2 separate regions of the Capra hircus genome follow, and region 1 is linked to region 2. Evidence: chromatin contacts called from public Hi-C data. All regions are on one chromosome and are shown on one strand. Each heading gives the region's core, a stretch centred on a gene start, on an enhancer-like site or on the middle of the called end of the contact. The rest is flanking DNA. Distances are from core to core; before and after follow the strand shown.

The links. Hi-C and Micro-C count contacts between places; a contact is called where the count stands out from the background.
Region 1: a Hi-C map of blood shows a contact between it and region 2, with 3 times the contacts expected there. The contact joins two enhancer-like sites. A contact is called at or near these places in 2 of 5 Hi-C or Micro-C datasets (blood and liver).

Annotation. Positions count from the first base shown.
Region 1 is chr5:66,647,433-66,653,069 of ARS1.2, reverse strand. It overlaps TXNRD1 (thioredoxin reductase 1, cytoplasmic), which reads right to left. Exons shown (of 16, transcript XM_005680561.3): 15 at 2,988-3,122. Among named protein-coding and RNA genes, the nearest start is that of EID3, 42 kb to the right of the region's middle. Within about 2 kb of position 1,254, at least 1 of the 5 cell types and tissues checked has an H3K27ac peak or open chromatin away from gene starts, as enhancers often do.
Region 2 is chr5:66,508,755-66,514,442 of ARS1.2, reverse strand. No RefSeq gene overlaps it. Among named protein-coding and RNA genes, the nearest start is that of MIR2284E, 31 kb to the left of the region's middle. Within about 2 kb of position 1,517, at least 1 of the 5 cell types and tissues checked has an H3K27ac peak or open chromatin away from gene starts, as enhancers often do.

The DNA.
Region 1 (5,637 bases), core at 5-2,504, 140 kb before region 2:
GGAAAAAAACAAACAGGGTCAATTCCTACATGGATCTTATACGCACAGACCTGATTTACAATTGTCCTAAAAATATACTTGAAAAAAACGAGCAGAGGCAGCTTCTTGATCCCAGGACAAAGAACACTCTAACAAAAGGGTAAATAAACACTATGGGAGGCATGTACGTCTCTTACCCAGCCAACCCCTCCGAGCCTTACAAGATCCCCCCACCCCATCCACTGTAGACTGGGATTCTGTTGACTATTAATGAAACAAAACTTTCGATGTCTGGCACTAAAATTCATTTAAGACATTTCACAGGTCTTGTCTCTGATGCTCCTTCTTCTTAAGCCATTATTTTTTCTTTACAGATAAACTTAATTAGTTGAAACTACTACTCAAAATCACATGTGATCAGTTTCTTCAATTATTACTGCTCAGATGTCCAGGATAAATAACCATCACACCAACCTCAAACTGAATAACGCTCGTGCGTCACTGACACCTCAGACCTTGAGAATTCCTCTCTCACCAACACCGCGGGGCTTTCATCAAAACACCAGTAGTCTCTCCTCCTCCCACAGCGACTCCAGAAGGAAACCCCGTGGAAACTATTTTCCTCCAAAAAAGCAAAGCCTCCACCGAGGAATACGTCAGCTCCTATAGGGAACTACTTCGGAGCCAAAGGCTGTGCAATCACCCAGGTTCTTTTATTGAAATGGTACAAACCACCCACAGCTGGTGTGGCACTGCGATAGCAGTCCTGAGGGCCTTCAGGTCCCCGAATAAACCATGATCTCTGCCACACAGGGTTCTCGTACTTGGTGCTACCTCGGACTGGCTGACACGAATGCATGCTTCTCCTCTTGTGCGGGAACTGCCCCCAACGCCACGGTGCACTTGTCCTGAGCCCCCACCACCCAGATGTGTGCCCGGCCCTTCCCTCACCCGCCTGGCTGCTCTGACTCAAACCCCTGCTGCTCGCCAGCACCCAGCACGGAGCTAGGCACACAGCTGCACAACAAATGCACTCAGAGGGAGACAGCGGCAGCCAGTTTTTAAATCTCATTAATCAGTTGCCTCCGTGGAAACAAGACAAAGAGAAAAGCGCTATGAAAAGAGCGAATGTTCACCTCTGAGCTTCAAAGTCATACGAGAAACAGCAGATGGAGACGCACAGCGGCACACGCTTCAGGAGGGTTTCCAGCATGCCAGGTGCAGCGCGGGCAGAGGCCTCCGGCTGACCTCTCCGCGGGCCTGGACTTCAGGGGGACGCCTGCCTTCTCCACTGCACCTCTCTGCCCAGCTGGCAGTCAGCCTGCAGACAGTGCCGCGTGCTGCCACTGGGTCATGACATGACACGACACAACCAGGGAGGCAGCAGGAGCCACGCTCACGTCAGCCTTTAACCAGTCTGCTGAGAACCACGTTCAGATTAAAGAACTAAACGCTCGCATAGCCAAGTTGGGAAGGGATGTCTTTATCCTGGTTGAGGATGACTGCTGTTTTAAAGTATCCGAGACTTTAACCATACCCACCGTTGTGGGTTGAATAAAGTCCTCCAGAAAGAGAAGCTCAAGTCCTAGGCCTCAGTGCCTGTGAATGTCGTGACTTTGGTTAGAAACAGGGTCTTTACAGATGTAACGAAGTGAAAACGAAACCATGCTGGATCAGCAGGGCCCTAATCCACACCCTTACAGTAGGAGGGAAATCTGGACCCAGACACACAGCAGGTAAGGCCACATGAAGCCAGAGGCAGAGGATATAAAGGCAAGGAAGGCCTCGTCTCCAGGGGCCCTGGAGGGAGCATGGCCCTGCTTTCAGACCCTGGCCTCCAGCACTCTCATAGAAGACATTTCTGCTGTTTTTAAACACCTAAGTTGCAACGGTGCGTTATGTCAGCCCCAAGAATCCAACACACTGTTTTTGAAAAAGAATGACAATAACTGGCTCCTCTCCTTCCCTAGACAGTCTTAGTCATGACACTGAATAAAAGATACACTGCACAATCTTCAAGAGCTTTTAAAAATCTATTCTCTTTTCTATTTTTATGTATCATTTTTCAAAATTCAGTTTTACTTCACAAAAACAAGTTTTCAAAAACAAAACAACAAATAAAACCCAGAACAAAACAACATATACAAAGTTCTCTGACCTGGTCACTAAACAGGCGCATATTAGTATAGAGGAAGACACTCAGGGAAAAGACAGAGCAAAAGGAAACGAGAACATCCTTCCAGGCTGCACTTCTCAGCTCCGTTCCTAAGCCTTTTGATGTGTACCTCCCCCGGCCTCCAGGTTCTCCAGTGGACGCATGCCTGGCCTACAAGCCCTACTTAGTGGCAGCGCGGTAAGTAACTGGCCCATGGATGAGCACTGACGGGTGTGGAGAAACGCTGACACCCGGAGGCCCCGCTGGGAAGCTTCCAGCTCTGCTGTCATTGGCTTGATCTTTCTTTCACAAGCTTCGCTTTCTCATCCTTTGACACTAAAAGCTAACAAGGGAGACGACATCATTAGCCTGCAGGTAGCTCAGGGATAACTAGCACTGACGCTCGTTTTGAGTACGAATGTCATCATCAGCTGATCGCCATGAAAATAATTTATGACACATGATAAACGATTTGAAGCATATCCGTATAAATCACTCTCATCATTTTTACTATTCAGCAGCACGACAGTACTATCTAGTGGGCTTTCCAGGTGGTGTAGTGGTAAAGAATCCGCCTGCCAATGTAGGAGACACAAGAGGCTCGGGTCCGATCCCTAGATCGGGAAGATCCCCTAGAGTAGGAAATGGTAACCCACTCCAGTATTCTTGCCTGGAGGATCCCACTGTCAGAGAAGCCTGGTGGGCTACAGCCCATGGGGGTCACAAAGAGTCAGACATGACTGAGCACACACAGACAGGCACTATCTAGCCTTAATTGAAAGTGTGGAGAAAATATAATAATAAGAAAGTGTGGAGAAAACATAATAATAATAAAGAAACTGTAGAGACGCACCTCTGCGCAAACAGGGTGGATCCCGATGGTGCTGTCCAGCTGGTCCTTGGTCAGCCCACATTTGAGTGCCGCTGCGAACCCCTGGGTCACCTCTCCAGCATTCGGACCCAGTAGGTGAAAGCCCACAACACGTTCCTAAGATACAAAAAAGTGATACGATTATGTAGAATTTTCCCTCCTTAACAGCCTGGAATATTTTTCCAGTCTAACCTAAAAAAAAACCCATTCAGAAATACTGATGCTTGCTGCTGAAAACTGTGTAGGCTGAAGGTACTGCAACACGGGCTAATACAGAACTGTGGTCACATTAAGCAAGAAGGAAGAGAAGGAACCAGCCATTGGTGATGATGAGGAAGAACACTTTGCAAAAGCAAAAATGTGTGCAACCCCGTAAGCACCAAAATGTTCTGGAAAGCGTTTTCAAAGGGCTGTTGGAAAGTGTTTTCAAAGGGCTGTCCAGTGGTCCCCTCATCTCTATCTGGTTGTCTCAAAGCTCCACCTGTGGTAGCTCAAACATTTAAGAGCAGCCATTCAAATTAAAAAACCATTTAAACTGAAGTTTGGGGAGTAGACAGAAGAACCTGAGAGCCTTCCAATGTGAAAACATTTTTGAAAGCAAGAGAAAAATATTTGGCAATTCTGAAATACCTGTGTGAGAATCATTTTGAATAAATGCTAAATCCAAACTCAGGCTACCCCTGCCAAGAGCAGGGAAACCTGTTGCATTCTACTGTGCAGACTTTCCAAGCTCTGGGCTGGCCCATCCAATCCAACCCTCTTGTAACAGATGAGGCAGCTCAGGCAATGAGGTGCAGAGCCTTATCTGATGTTCAATGGCTCCCTGAAAACAGTCAGGAACAGCCTTCTGTATGTAATCCACTTCATGTTAAGACTCTTGCTTTATTCATTTTGGCAATTAGGGGTTGTGCATATGGATAAATAAAGCACAAAATACACTAGCTCTTAAAATACACTAGATTTAAATGCAATAATATGGATAGATCTCAAAAAGCGAGATTAAAAAGGAAAAGGTACAGGCTTCTATTTAGCTGAGGATACCACCTTTCTTTAAACCATGATGTATGATGTTTACAGGACATAATAAGCAGCAAATATATAAAAGTATGAACAGTATGTCTCATAAAAGTATGAGACAGCCCAACGTGAGGAGAGTATGGCCTCTGAGGCAGGGAAGGAATGAGGGTGGAGGACCAAGAAGAAACGTGAAAGATGATTAGGCTAGAGGTTAACAGCATGGATTCTAGTTGCCTTGAACTGAATTCCAGCTCCTAGCACAATTAACTTCCACACTTCAGCTTCCTTGTCTATAAAATGGGGATAACAATAGCACAGTATCTCACAGGATTACACAAGGATTAAAGAAGTTAGTACATGTAGATCATTAAGTAATGGCTGACACATTTTACATGTTCAATAAGTAAATACAGCCTATTATAAACTGTGAGCTTCCCCAGTGGCTCAGGGGTAAAGAATCTGCCTGCCAAGGCAGGAGATCAGAGTTTGATCCCTGGGTGGGGAAGTTCCCCTGGAGGAGGAAATGGCAACCCATTCCAATATTCTTGCCTAAAAAATTCCATGGACAGAGGAGCCTGGCAGGCTATAGTCCATGGGGTCGCAAAGAGTAGGACATGACTGAGCACATACGCGTTACGAACTGCCTCTGTGATGTAAATGTCTGTCTCTCATAAGAGAAGCTCTGGGCAAATACACCAACATGTTAATAGTCAGAGTCTGCAGTAGGTACTTGCCCTATTCCTTTCTGCAAATTTCAAATACACTGTGTATAAAAAGTATAGCATACAAAAAGAATAAAAGCCTAGCAAGCAAGTACTATTTAAAACCAAGCACATTCAGTCACTGTGAAGTGACCGAACTAAAAATGAATACAGCCTGCCCCAAGGATGGTCAAAAACCAGAAGCAAGCTTTTATATAAGATGGCTTATGACAAAAGAGCAATGCAAAGTATTCATCTCTTGTAATACTGTCTTTGTTTATGAAAATAATTGACAGCAATACCATCCAACAACAATACCATCCTCAGTTATTTTAATTAAAATGAGTTGTCACTGGTAGTGTAAGTTATTTTTCATATTATATAAAAAAAATGCCATTTGAACAAATGTCACAGCAGTAAAAGAAAAAAAAGAACAGGAGAACTGAGTACAGCTAAAATAGATTTGCTTGATATAAAGGAAACTTTTGAGGTTTCACCGACTGCTGTATGCAAATGAAGCATCTTCTACCAGATGTCAGACTGCCAGCGTGAATGTATGGCATTCTCTCCTTTTGACTGTAGCAGCATGGTATCTAATGCATACTCATACAAATGACCTTATTAAAACTATATCTAAAAAGACAAAACTCTACATAAAACTGTTCTCTATGTCAATCCTGTATAGCTTGCTAGAGGTAATCCTAGTATGTCCATTTATTAAATGCATCTATTGATGACGTTTTTTTGCACCGAATCCAGGTTTTCCTAGAACTCTGCGCTCTGCAAAAAAGCAATCTGCAACTGTGCTACTGTGTAAAGCAGTAGTTACTAAGCCAATACATCACTTCGTGTCTGACTCTGTGCAACCCCATAGACGGCAGCCCACCAGGCTCCCCCGTCCCTGGGATTCTCCA
Region 2 (5,688 bases), core at 268-2,767:
GGGCAGTGCCTGCATGCTAAGTGGCTCAGTCATGTCCAGCTTTTTGCGACCCTATGGGTTGTAGCCTGCCAAGCTTCTCTGTCCATGGGATTCTCCAGGCAAGAATACTAGATGTCTCCTGTATCAGCAGGCAGGTTCTCTACCACTAGTGCCACCTGGGAAGCCTGCAATGGGACATTGTTCAGCCTTAAGAAGGAAGGAAATTTTGACACACACTACAACATAGATGAACTGAGAGGACATTGTGCTAAGTGAGTCAGACACGAAAGAACAAATATGCATGATTCCATTATATGAGATGCTTAAAGCAGGCAAATTCATGGAGACACAGAGCAGATGGTGGTTACCAGGGACTGTGGGCAGGGAGAAATGGGGACTTGGTGTCCAATGAGCCCAGAATTTCAGTTTGAGGAAATGAAGAGAGTTCTGTGGCTGTGTGATGGTGGTGGTTGCACAACAATGTGAATGTACCGAATTCCACTCAGATGGACACTTGAAAATGGTTAGAATGGTGAATTTTCTCTTCTGTGTCTTTTGTTTTTTTCTTGGCTGTGCCAAGAGGCAAGTGGGATTTTAATTTCCCATCTAAGGACTGAACCTGTGCCCCCTACAATGGAAGTGAGGAGTCTTAACCACTGGCCTGCCAGGGAATTCCCAGATCACAATTTTTAAAAATTAAAAAGAAAGAAAAAGCTGACTTCTTTAACTGGCTTCATGAATACGAGGTAAATTAGTATTAACTCAGGTCAGAGGGCAATGCCTTTGTTGGAGTATGCTCTTGTTAACACTTTCTGAGTTAATGTGGCGTGTACTGTGGATATCTGGCCACCTTTGACTACCTAGCACCCCACCCCACTTCCCCTGGGGAACAGAATCCATCTTTTTTTTTGGTAGAGTAATGAGTCTGAGTGAACTCCGGGAGTTGGCGATGGACAGGGAGGCCTGGCGTGCTGCGATTCATGGGGTCGCAAAGAGTCGGACACGACTGAGCGACTGAACTGAACTGAACTGAACTGAACACATACTGTGAAGTTCAAGGAGACCCAGACCAAACCAGTCATGTACTTCGTCACTTTGGTCACAGACATTTGCGCAAACAGAACCTTTATGTCATTTGAGCAAACAAACGCTTAGAGACATTAAGTGGTTTTTATTAGAATGTCTTCCTACTTCAGTTTGAATGCCAGAGTGATTTTACAGCATGTTTACAAATTATTTAACGCTAGTCCCTTCAAAAGGTGGAGACTATTATCCCTGAGCATAACAGTACTCAGTGACTCACTTCTGACAAAGAGGATGCTGCATAAATGAGTCATCTGTGGCTAAATCATAAATGACATGTGCTTCTCACGAGAATGGGATGGCTGGTTCTGGAGGACACTGGCTGCCATGTTATGACAATGCTTAAGCAGCCCTAGGGAGAGGTTCATGTGGTGAGAAGTTAAGGCTTCCTGCCAATAGCGTGGACCCAAGGCCATCAGCCAGCAGCCAGGTAAGTCACACGGAAGGATCTTGGAAGCAGATCCTCCAACCCCAGTTAAGCCTTCAGATGACTTTGATGACTGCAGCCCCAGCCAACATCTGACTGCAACTTTGAGACCTTGTACCAGAATCACCCAGCTAAGTTGTTCCTAAATCTCTTCTTTTGGAGGGCGACACTGCAGCATTTGGGATCTTAATTTCCCAACCAGGGATCGAACCTGTGCCCCCTGTAGTGGAAACACAGAGTCTTAACCACTGGACCATCAGGAAGTCTCATGCTCCTAAATTTGACTCACATAAATAGTGAGACAATAAAAGGTTGTTTTTTAAGTGATGTAATTTATTTTTTAATCACAGTAAAACACACATAACATTTACCATTTTTTAGGTATATAGTTTGGTGGTGTCAAGTACATGCATATTGTTGTGCAACCATCTAGCTTCAGAACATTTTCCTTTTTGCAAAAACTTCAGACTTCACCTGCATCGTCAGCAATTCTGGGTCTTGAGACTGCTCACCCACGCAGCTGATTTTGGACTTATCAGCCTACATAACCATGGGAGCCAGCTCCTTATAAGTTTCTTAAATCTTTTTCTGTATATAAACATACACATTCTGTTGGTTCTGTCTCTGGAGAACCCTGACTAACACAATACTGTATGTGAACGTGCATTCAAAACCAGTCTGGAAGTGCCCGTCGTCTTAGAAACGCTCGGTCTGCAGCCTCACACGTCACCCCATTTAAGAATCCTGTAGGCAAATTCATCCCAGTCCTTTGTGCTTTTGTGACGCCTCTCCATCAAGCATTAGTTCCTCAGTCATGTCTGACTCTGCAACTCTGTGGACTGTAGCTTGCCAGGCTCCTCCGTCCATAAAATTCTCCCAGCAAGAAGGCTGGAGTGGGTTGCCATTTCCTTCTCCAGGGGATCTTCCTGACCCAGCGATCGAACACAGGTCTCCCACATTACAGGCAGATTTTTACCATCTGAGCCACCAGGGAAGCCTCTCCATGATTGGCTGGAATGGCAGCAAGATTGTAACTTCATTTCCTCACAGTTGTAAAGAAGAAAGAACCGAAACTCAAAATTCTTGACATGTCCCCACGTGCATCTTAAATGTTCACATAATCAGCTTACTGAATAACACATTCTTAAAAGCATTCAATTTTTTCTAGATTGCTCTATATTGTTCAGTTTTCTTAAAAAGCCATTGTACTGCAGGGTGTACATATGAATATGGTGTGTGGTGGTTGTTTAGTTGCTAACTAAGCTGTGTCTGACCCTCCGCAACCCCATGGACTGTAGCGTGCCACGGTCCTCTGTCCATGGCATTTCCCAGGCATGAATACTGGAGTGGGTTAGCATTTCCTTTTATGTAATAATGTGTAAAAAAAGATACTGATAGATCAATCAACTGATCTAACATCTGTTTATCTATCTATTCTTACATGTCCATGCTTGCATATTCATGAACCTTCTCTGGCAATTCACAAATGAAACTGGTAACACTGGCTGTGTCCTAAGACAGGACACATAAGATAGTAGGGGAAAACGGATGGAGAGTTGATTGAAAAACATGAATTTATTCCTCACATTTCTGGAGGCTGGAACTCCAAGATCAAGGCACCAATAAATTTGATGTCTCATGTGAGCACACTTCCTTGTTTGTAGAGGGCCATCTTCTTGCAGTGTCCTCACCTGGTAGAAGGGGAGAGGGATCTAGGTGGAGTCTTGTAAACATATCTTAATCTTTATAAACACATTAATCCCATTAAGGAGGGCTCCATTATCATGACCTAATTACCACTCAGAGGCCTCGTTCCTAATACCATCACACTGGGCATTAGGATGTAACATGAATTTGGGAGAAATACAAACATTCAGTTATAGCATCCAGCAAGACGGGACCATTTAAATAAATTATGTTGTTGTTTAGTTGCTTGGTCATGTCTCACTCTTTTGCAACTCCCTCTAGACTGTAGCCCACCAGGCTCCTCTGTCCCTGGGATTTCCCAGGCAAGAATACTGCGATGGGCTGCTGTTTCCTTCTCCTAGGGATCTTCCCAACCCAGGGGTTGAACCTACGTCTCCTGCACTGCAAACAGATTCCTTACTGCTGAGCCACAGGGGAAGTCCAAATAAATTACGACATATCCATAGAATGAAATGCTTGGCCTCCAGAAAAAGAATGAGAAAGTTTTTATGTGCTAATATGCACAGTCTCCAAAATCATTTTTAAGTATAATAAGCCAGAGCAAGGTATATAGCCACATGAAGAGCATACTACCATTCTGTTTCTTGTTTTTAAAAAGAGAAAAGAGAAAAAGAATCTATATATGTACTTATAAGTATAGATTTTGTCTGTGTAAGGATTTACAAAGTAGTAACAATAGTTGTTTCCAGTGAGGGAGGACTAGGGAAGTGGAGACAGAGGTGGGTGTGACTTCGGCTGCACATATCTTTTGGTATCTCTTGAATTTTGAATCATGAATGCAAACCATATTTTAAAAGAAACTCCTTTTAAAAAGTTCAGGGGACTTCCCTGGCCAGGGGCTAAGAATCTGCCTTCCAATGCAGGGACTGTGGGTTCAGTCCCTGGTTGGGGAACTAAGATCCCGCATGCTGCAGAGCAGTAAAGCCTGTACGCTGCAGCAACTGAGCCCTTGGGACACAGCTAGAGTCCGTGCACCACCGCGCACCACAACGAGGGACCCCACGTGAAGAGAATAAGATCTGATGCAGCAAAATGAATAAACACATAATTTTTAAAAAAAACCTGTTAATTTAAAAAAAGAAAAATGAGCTTGGAAGCAGGTTTTTCTGTTGATCCTTCAGATGAGAACTCAGCCTGGCTGACCCCTCGATACCAGTCTGTGAGGTGGTATATGGCACATGGTTGTAAGCTGCCAAGTTTGTGTATTGCTTCATAAGCATGGACCCAAGATAAGTTTCAGGGAGATTAGTGCCAGCCTTGTTTATTTTTTTATTTTGGCTGCACTGTGCAGCATGCGGGATCTTAGTTCCCCCACCAGACTGAACCCACGCACCCTGCATTGGAAGCCAGGAGTCTTAACCGCTGGACCGCCAAGGAAGTCTCCTAGCATGTTTATCGGTAACTATGAGATGGAAGACTTGCACCTGATCTCAACGAGAACCCCTTGAAGGGGCTCACTCGGCAGTGATCTCAAGGTTGCTACAGAGCAAAAGAAAAGAAGGTCAATGAGCAAGCCATATATAGCTCGTGTTCCTGGCCTCCTGGACACTCCTTTCTAATGCCAGCTTTTCATGGACCCTTTTAGACAAGCTGTCCTCAAGTGAAAGGGTCCAGCTGATTGTATTTGGCGGGCATGTCACCTGTGCTCCTTTCTGAGCATCACCCCAGGGGTTGAGCTGCCAACAATGGTTTAAAAGCAGATTTTTGTACTAGTTGAGTCTTGTCACTCCTGCCTCTTTTACAGTTTCTCTTTCCAAAAATGGCCTATAATTTTACTAAGAACCTCTAAAGAAGGATTCTCCATTTGGGGAAAAAAAAAAACAACAACAACAACCCTTTGAAGCCCTGTATATGGAGAGATCTTAAAGTAGGAAATGGCAACCCACTCCAGTATTCTTGCCTAGAAAATTCCATGGACAGAGGAGCCTGGCAGGCTGCAGTCCATGGGATTCCAGAGTCTGACACAACTGAGCCACTGAGTATGCACCCACAAGCACCAACTGGTTCCCCAAAAATGTGTGAGGCCTTTCTCAAGTTTCCTATTATTTCTATTCAGCAGCCATGATACACCTTCTGTGCTTGAGACGGACTTTGACAGAAGGACCTAGGAGTAAGTGCTCATTTTAGATTTTTCTGAACATTAATAAGAATAAACTTTATGGTTTTTGAAAATCACTGGGAGCAGGGGGAACAAGGCGGAAAGGCCCATGGCTTTAGTACTTGGAGAAGGAACATCAGGTTTCTTATTCTTCCTTTAATTAATTTATTTGGCAGTGCTGTTTCAGGATCTTTAGTTGTGGCATGTGAACTCTTGGTTGCAGCACGTGAGAGCTAGTCCCCTGACCAGGAATCCAACCTTAGCCCCCTTCACTGGGAACTCAGAATCTTAGCCACTGGTCCACCAGGGAAGTACCAAGCACCAGGCTTCTTAACCCAGACATTTTAAAGTGGCCATACGGATAGTATCTGCAACAGTAAGAAAGTTTACAATC